Linked DNA regions of Mus musculus: region 2 is linked to region 1. The links are chromatin contacts, called in public promoter capture Hi-C maps. All regions are on one chromosome and are shown on one strand. Each heading gives the region's core, a stretch centred on a gene start, on an enhancer-like site or on the middle of the called end of the contact. The rest is flanking DNA. Distances are from core to core; before and after follow the strand shown. Region 1 holds the start of Bag6 (BCL2-associated athanogene 6). Region 2 holds the start of Tnf (tumor necrosis factor).

Region 1 (3,686 bases), core at 447-2,946:
TGCTCTGTGCTAGGTCCAAGGTTCAGTACCCATCAGAACCACATACATGCAATAAATAAATAAATAAAAATAAGGGAAGGTGGAAAAAAAGAACAAACAAACCAAAAATAGCAATAGCATACAACTGAAATTCCAAGCTTGGAAAGCAGAGACAGGAGGATCATGAGTACAAGACCATCAGTTCTAAGACATTTCACTATGTAAGAAAAAAAGGACCAAGCCAAGTCAGATGTGGTCCTCTGTTATAGTGCATATAATCCTAGCACATAGACGACCACATAGACGACGAAGGCACAGTGGTCAGAGGCCAAAGTTAGCCTGGGCTATAGGAGATCCTGTGCCCACCTCCCGGAAAGACATTAAGTAATTCTTGGTAGGGCCAAATTAACTATCACATGTACCTACAGACAAAAGTCTATGTGGCTTTTTAAATATCTGCTTTAAAAACCACAAAAATGACCTCCTCATGGTGGTTGTCTCAAAGAATTATGCAGTGGCCACAGTGCACTAAGGTCAGGAGGCTCAAACCATGCCTCAGCTATTGACAAGTCTACTTCACAGTGGATGAAAGCAGGTTTCCTTAATCTTATAAAAATAGTACCAAGCTGTGAACACTCTGTTTAAAAAAAAAAAAAAAAAACCCACACCAAACTTGTCTGAGGTCCCTGTGACACACCATTCTTGTCCAAGGTGCCCCCTGTGTTGTGTCTGGTCCCAAAGGCCAGAGTCATGTCTGTCTCTTTGGGCTGGGGTCTGCACAGAACAGGTATAGATCCCTCCTCTCTACTTTCCTCTTCACTGAGTTCTGTCAAAGTGAAGACAGACTCCAAATCGGCCTCACTCAACAGTAACCACATCCCCTCACTCAATAGGTACATCAGATGTCCTATCCAGTAAGGGACAAAAGAGTCAATGACAAGAAAATCAGGCGCATCCTTCTACAAAGTACTGGTGTCTCACCTGGGCCCCCACAATAAAAGTCCGAGTCTGAGAGTCCAGGGTCTTCACCAGTACCTCCAGGCTGTCAGGCTCCTCCATAGCGGTACTGGCACTATCACTCGGCTCCATGGCCGACAGCTCTCTAAAGAAGAACGAGGGGGGGGGGTTCGCTGTCGGTCGCACTGTATTTTATACACCCGGAAGCCTCTCTGGACCCAATCTCCGCCCCAATCCCTTCAAAGTTTCTCATACACAAGCAGATATATTCATCCTCCTTCTCATCCCCCCTTTTTGATTCGGGGGCACAGGAACAGAAACACAAAGGGTAGGAGATCGACGGCATAGGGAGATGAAGGACGAGAGGTGGGAGGGGCTCCACCATGCCAATCACAATAGGGAGAGCCAGTTGGGCTAGGAATCAGGGAAGCAAGCACGAGACCGACCAGAGGCCAGTGTCATCACCGGTCGCGACCGAGCAAGCGCCCGAGAGATCGGGAAATCCTAGGACAACGCGAGGGGTGGGGGGAGGGTCGCGCTAGACTCGGCAGAGAAAAGTGGCTTCGCGCACGCGCAGCACCACAATCGAACCCGCCTAAATCACCACCGACCCAAGACCGCGGACACTCACGGGAGGCTGGACGGGCTCGCTGACCGCCCCCGCCTTCCGCCTCCGCCTCTCCTCGGTATTCCAGCAACACGACTTAACCAACACGCGACCAAACACATACAAACACACATACACAGCCCACCACCCTGTGGCTCCGCCCCCGACGTCCCCACGGTACCGTCACTTCCGGTCTCCCCCAACCTGGCACCAAGGGCCACTTCCGTTTCCCCGATCGTATTTGGGGGGATCTCGAGGCGGTACTTCCGGCTCCCCCAGTCTCCCCCGATTTACTTTCGTGGGGCACGATGAGAAAGTCCACAGCCCCGAACAGTGAGTTTCTGGGGGGCGAGACGGGCCCGGGCCGGCCGAGATGGGAGGGAGCCGACCACCCGGAGGAGCCGCCGCCGCCGCCGTCGTCGCCCGGGGGACCGCACTGCGCCTGCGTGAGCGGCGCCACGCGTGCGCACACTCTAAGTACTTCCCCGCCCCCCTCCGGCTATGTGCGTTTCTTCCCTGCGCGCGCCAGAGTGCAACCGGACCGGGGTGGCTACTGGAAACGCCTAAAGAAAAATGACTGAGTGAGATGCTGTAATTTCCTCGAGAAAAATTGTGAGACTTGTGTGGAGTGCACCTCGTTAATCAACGTCCCATCTTGATGGTCAGAGACGTTTACAGGCACAATTCTAACTACCTAAAACTCTGCAAGACCTCTGGTCCTCCCATCATTTCTGTTCTTCCGGAAGCCACTCTTTTTCGTGGACGGCTGGTGGCGTTCCGCGGGCTGTGTTTGCTTGTGCCCGACTCTAGTTCCTGGCGGGATTAGGCCGGTTGGGCTCTTTGCAGACTTTGAGCATCCTGTTTATTGAGATCTCCGAGGGAGTGCCATGTTTAAGGATAAAAAAAAATTCTATTGCATTTTTTGGTTTTGAGACATTTCTGCTGCTTTTTAAGAGCTTTGTAGAAAAAAAGAAAGAAAAGAGAACGGGTGCCTTGCGGATCAGATTAAAGGACAAGACTTTAAGAAGGGACCAAGGGAATGGAGAGATGGCTCAAGAGATGAAGAGCACTGTCTGCTCTTCCAGAGGTCCTGAGTTCAATTCCCAGCAACTACATGGTGGCTCACAACCATCCGTAATGAGATCTGACACCCTCTTCTGGTGTGTCTGAAGACAGCGACAGTGTACTCACATACATAAAATAAATAAATCTTTAAAAAAGGAAAAGAAAAGCCGGGCGTGGTGGTGCACACCTTTAATCCCAGCACTTGGGAGGCAGAGGCAGGCGGATTTCTGAGTTCGAGGCCAGCCTGGTCTACAAAGTGAGTTCAAGGACAGCCAGGGCTACACAGAGAAACCCTGTCTCAAAAACAAACAAATAAAATAAAATAAATAAAATAAAATAAAATAAAATAGAAAAGAAAAGAAGGAAGAAAAAGAAAGGGGATTGAAAGGCCCACCGCCAAGGGAGTTGAACGGTTAAGTTTTTCTCTCTCTGCATTCTTCCCCACTTATTCTTAGATGCCAGTACTGATGAGACTTCCAGTAAGCATTGTATGATGAGACTTTTACATGCTGTCTCACTGTTACCCTGAATTGCCTGGAACTCATAAGGACAATGTTCCCCCCACCACCACCCAGTGCAGGGTTGTGTGTCACTCTAATAGACTATATTTACGTTTTGAATTTTTTTTTTCCAAGATAGGATTTCACTATGTAAGTCTGGATGTCCTGTAACTCACAGAAACCCACCTGCCTCTGCATCCCAGATGCTGGGATAATAGAAGTTAAATATTTTTAAAAATACTTTTCGGGGATGGAGGAGGGGTGTATGGCCTGCGTCTGCAACAGCACAGTGCAAATGTGGAGATCCGAGGGAAATGTGGTGTCCTCTCACTGTGTGGGGACCAGGGGATCTTCAGCTTGGGTTGCCATCTGCCAAGTACCCTCACTGCTGAGCCACTTCCCCAGTCCCACATTTAGTATTTTATTATAAAAATTTCTGCCGGGCGGTGGTGGCGCATGCCTTTAATCCCAGCATGTGGGAGGCAGAGGCAGGCGGATTTCTGAGTTCAAGGCCAGCCTGGTCTACAGAGTGAGTGCTAGGACAGCCAGGGCTACACAGAGAAACTCTGTCTCAAAAA
Region 2 (3,796 bases), core at 74-2,573, 67 kb before region 1:
TCAGACAGGACCCATCTAAGAGAGAGATGGCGAGAGAATTAGATGTGGGTGACCAAGGGGTTCTAGAAGAAAGCACGAAGCTCTAAAAGCCAGCCACTGCTTGGCTAGACATCCACAGGGACCCCCTGCACCATCTGTGAAACCCAATAAACCTCTTTTCTCTGAGATTCTGTCTGCTTGTGTCTGTCTTGCGTTGGGGGAGAAACTTCCTGGTCTCTTTAAGGAGTGGAGCAGGGGACAGAGGCCTCAGTTGGTCCATGGGATCCGGGCAGAGCAAAGAGACATGAGGAGCAGGCAGCTCCCAGAGACATGGTGGATTCACGGGAGTGAGGCAGCTTAACTGCCGGAGGAGACCCAAAGGATGAGCTAGGGAGATCCATCCAAGGGTGGAGAGAGATGAGGGTTCTGGGGAGAAGTGACTCCACTGGAGGGTGGGAGAGTGTTTAGGAGTGGGAGGGTGGGGGAGGGGAATCCTTGGAAGACCGGGGAGTCATACGGATTGGGAGAAATCCTGGAAGCAGGGCTGTGGGACCTAAATGTCTGAGTTGATGTACCGCAGTCAAGATATGGCAGAGGCTCCGTGGAAAACTCACTTGGGAGCAGGGACCCAAAGCAGCAGCCTGAGCTCATGATCAGAGTGAAAGGAGAAGGCTTGTGAGGTCCGTGAATTCCCAGGGCTGAGTTCATTCCCTCTGGGGCTGCCCCATACTCATCCCATTACCCCCCCCACCAGCCCTCCCAAAGCCCATGCACACTTCCCAACTCTCAAGCTGCTCTGCCTTCAGCCACTTCCTCCAAGAACTCAAACAGGGGGCTTTCCCTCCTCAATATCATGTCTCCCCCCTTATGCACCCAGCTTTCAGAAGCACCCCCCCATGCTAAGTTCTCCCCCATGGATGTCCCATTTAGAAATCAAAAGGAAATAGACACAGGCATGGTCTTTCTACAAAGAAACAGACAATGATTAGCTCTGGAGGACAGAGAAGAAATGGGTTTCAGTTCTCAGGGTCCTATACAACACACACACACACACACACACACACACACACACACACACACCCTCCTGATTGGCCCCAGATTGCCACAGAATCCTGGTGGGGACGACGGGGAGGAGATTCCTTGATGCCTGGGTGTCCCCAACTTTCCAAACCCTCTGCCCCCGCGATGGAGAAGAAACCGAGACAGAGGTGTAGGGCCACTACCGCTTCCTCCACATGAGATCATGGTTTTCTCCACCAAGGAAGTTTTCCGAGGGTTGAATGAGAGCTTTTCCCCGCCCTCTTCCCCAAGGGCTATAAAGGCGGCCGTCTGCACAGCCAGCCAGCAGAAGCTCCCTCAGCGAGGACAGCAAGGGACTAGCCAGGAGGGAGAACAGAAACTCCAGAACATCTTGGAAATAGCTCCCAGAAAAGCAAGCAGCCAACCAGGCAGGTTCTGTCCCTTTCACTCACTGGCCCAAGGCGCCACATCTCCCTCCAGAAAAGACACCATGAGCACAGAAAGCATGATCCGCGACGTGGAACTGGCAGAAGAGGCACTCCCCCAAAAGATGGGGGGCTTCCAGAACTCCAGGCGGTGCCTATGTCTCAGCCTCTTCTCATTCCTGCTTGTGGCAGGGGCCACCACGCTCTTCTGTCTACTGAACTTCGGGGTGATCGGTCCCCAAAGGGATGAGGTGAGTGTCTGGGCAACCCTTATTCTCGCTCACAAGCAAAACGGGTTAGGAGGGCAAGAAGGACAGTGTGAGGGAAAGAAGTGGGCTAATGGGCAGGGCAAGGTGGAGGAGAGTGTGGAGGGGACAGAGTCAGGACCTCGGACCCATGCGTCCAGCTGACTAAACATCCTTCGTCGGATGCACAGAGAGATGAATGAACGAACAAGTGTGTTCACACGTGGAGAGATCTGGAAAGATGTGGCCAGGGGAAGAGGGGATAAGCAAGAGATAAAACTCAGAGACAGAAATGAGAGAGGCATGAGAGATAAGGAGGAAGATGAAGGGGAGATAACGGGAGATCAAGCACAGAGGGCACCGCAGAAAGAAGCCGTGGGTTGGACAGATGAATGAATGAAGAAGAAAAACACAAAGCTGGGGGGTGGGGTGGGGCAAAGAGGAACTGTAAGCGGGGCAATCAGCCGGGAGGCTTCTCCTTTGGGGTGAGTCTGTCTTAACTAACCTCCTTTTCCTACACAGAAGTTCCCAAATGGCCTCCCTCTCATCAGTTCTATGGCCCAGACCCTCACACTCAGTAAGTGTTCCCACACCTCTCTCTTAATTTAAGATGGAGGAAGGGCAGTTAGGCATGGGATGAGATGGGGTGGGGGGAGAACTTAAAGCTTTGGTTTGGGAGGAAAGGGGTCTAAGTGCATAGATGCTTGCTGGGAAGCCTAAAAGGCTCATCCTTGCCTTTGTCTCTTCCCCTCCAGGATCATCTTCTCAAAATTCGAGTGACAAGCCTGTAGCCCACGTCGTAGGTAAGATTTCTTTACATGTGCCTTGAGAATGAAGGGGCATGATTTTGGGGGGCGGGTTGAGGGGTGTCGAGCCAGGCTGAGAAAAGACAGAGCTCTTAGAGACAGCACGTGAGAGTCAGAGCAGTGACTCAAAAGCAAGGCATCAGGGGGCCACCCGGGACCTCATAGCCAATGGGATGTGGAAAGACAGAGGGTGCAGGAACCGGAAGTGAAGTGTGGGTAGCTGCTGAGGCTCAGGATGTGGAGTGTGAACTAAGAGGGTGACACTGACTCAATCCTCCCCCCCCCCCTCAGCAAACCACCAAGTGGAGGAGCAGCTGGAGTGGCTGAGCCAGCGCGCCAACGCCCTCCTGGCCAACGGCATGGATCTCAAAGACAACCAACTAGTGGTGCCAGCCGATGGGTTGTACCTTGTCTACTCCCAGGTTCTCTTCAAGGGACAAGGCTGCCCCGACTACGTGCTCCTCACCCACACCGTCAGCCGATTTGCTATCTCATACCAGGAGAAAGTCAACCTCCTCTCTGCCGTCAAGAGCCCCTGCCCCAAGGACACCCCTGAGGGGGCTGAGCTCAAACCCTGGTATGAGCCCATATACCTGGGAGGAGTCTTCCAGCTGGAGAAGGGGGACCAACTCAGCGCTGAGGTCAATCTGCCCAAGTACTTAGACTTTGCGGAGTCCGGGCAGGTCTACTTTGGAGTCATTGCTCTGTGAAGGGAATGGGTGTTCATCCATTCTCTACCCAGCCCCCACTCTGACCCCTTTACTCTGACCCCTTTATTGTCTACTCCTCAGAGCCCCCAGTCTGTATCCTTCTAACTTAGAAAGGGGATTATGGCTCAGGGTCCAACTCTGTGCTCAGAGCTTTCAACAACTACTCAGAAACACAAGATGCTGGGACAGTGACCTGGACTGTGGGCCTCTCATGCACCACCATCAAGGACTCAAATGGGCTTTCCGAATTCACTGGAGCCTCGAATGTCCATTCCTGAGTTCTGCAAAGGGAGAGTGGTCAGGTTGCCTCTGTCTCAGAATGAGGCTGGATAAGATCTCAGGCCTTCCTACCTTCAGACCTTTCCAGATTCTTCCCTGAGGTGCAATGCACAGCCTTCCTCACAGAGCCAGCCCCCCTCTATTTATATTTGCACTTATTATTTATTATTTATTTATTATTTATTTATTTGCTTATGAATGTATTTATTTGGAAGGCCGGGGTGTCCTGGAGGACCCAGTGTGGGAAGCTGTCTTCAGACAGACATGTTTTCTGTGAAAACGGAGCTGAGCTGTCCCCACCTGGCCTCTCTACCTTGTTGCCTCCTCTTTTG

Evidence for each region. Capture Hi-C pulls out chosen DNA fragments and counts their contacts.
Region 2: a promoter capture Hi-C map of adipose tissue shows a contact between it and region 1. The contact joins the promoter of Tnf here to the promoter of Bag6 in region 1. A contact is called at or near these places in 8 of 39 promoter capture datasets (the C10 cell line, the HPC-7 cell line, cranial neural crest and 5 more), 1 of 15 datasets of contacts at CTCF or cohesin (CD8 T cells), 3 of 484 Hi-C or Micro-C datasets (CD8 T cells, embryonic stem cells and peritoneal macrophages), 12 of 115 datasets of contacts at active chromatin or transcription factors (the 230-238 cell line, CD8 T cells, the HPC-7 cell line and 6 more) and 4 of 9 other capture datasets (adipose tissue, liver, macrophages and 1 more).

What each region holds. Positions count from the first base shown.
Region 1 is chr17:35,133,510-35,137,195 of GRCm38.p6, reverse strand. It overlaps Bag6 (BCL2-associated athanogene 6), which reads right to left and starts at 1,696. Exons shown (of 26, transcript NM_001372261.1): 1 at 1,568-1,696; 2 at 961-1,081. The coding sequence starts at 1,068.
Region 2 is chr17:35,199,534-35,203,329 of GRCm38.p6, reverse strand. Tnf (tumor necrosis factor) reads left to right here and starts at 1,323. Exons shown (of 4, transcript NM_013693.3): 1 at 1,323-1,675; 2 at 2,192-2,246; 3 at 2,425-2,472; 4 at 2,767-3,796. The coding sequence starts at 1,490. The coding sequence ends at 3,185. Lta (lymphotoxin A) reads left to right here. Exons shown (of 4, transcript NM_010735.2): 4 at 1-165.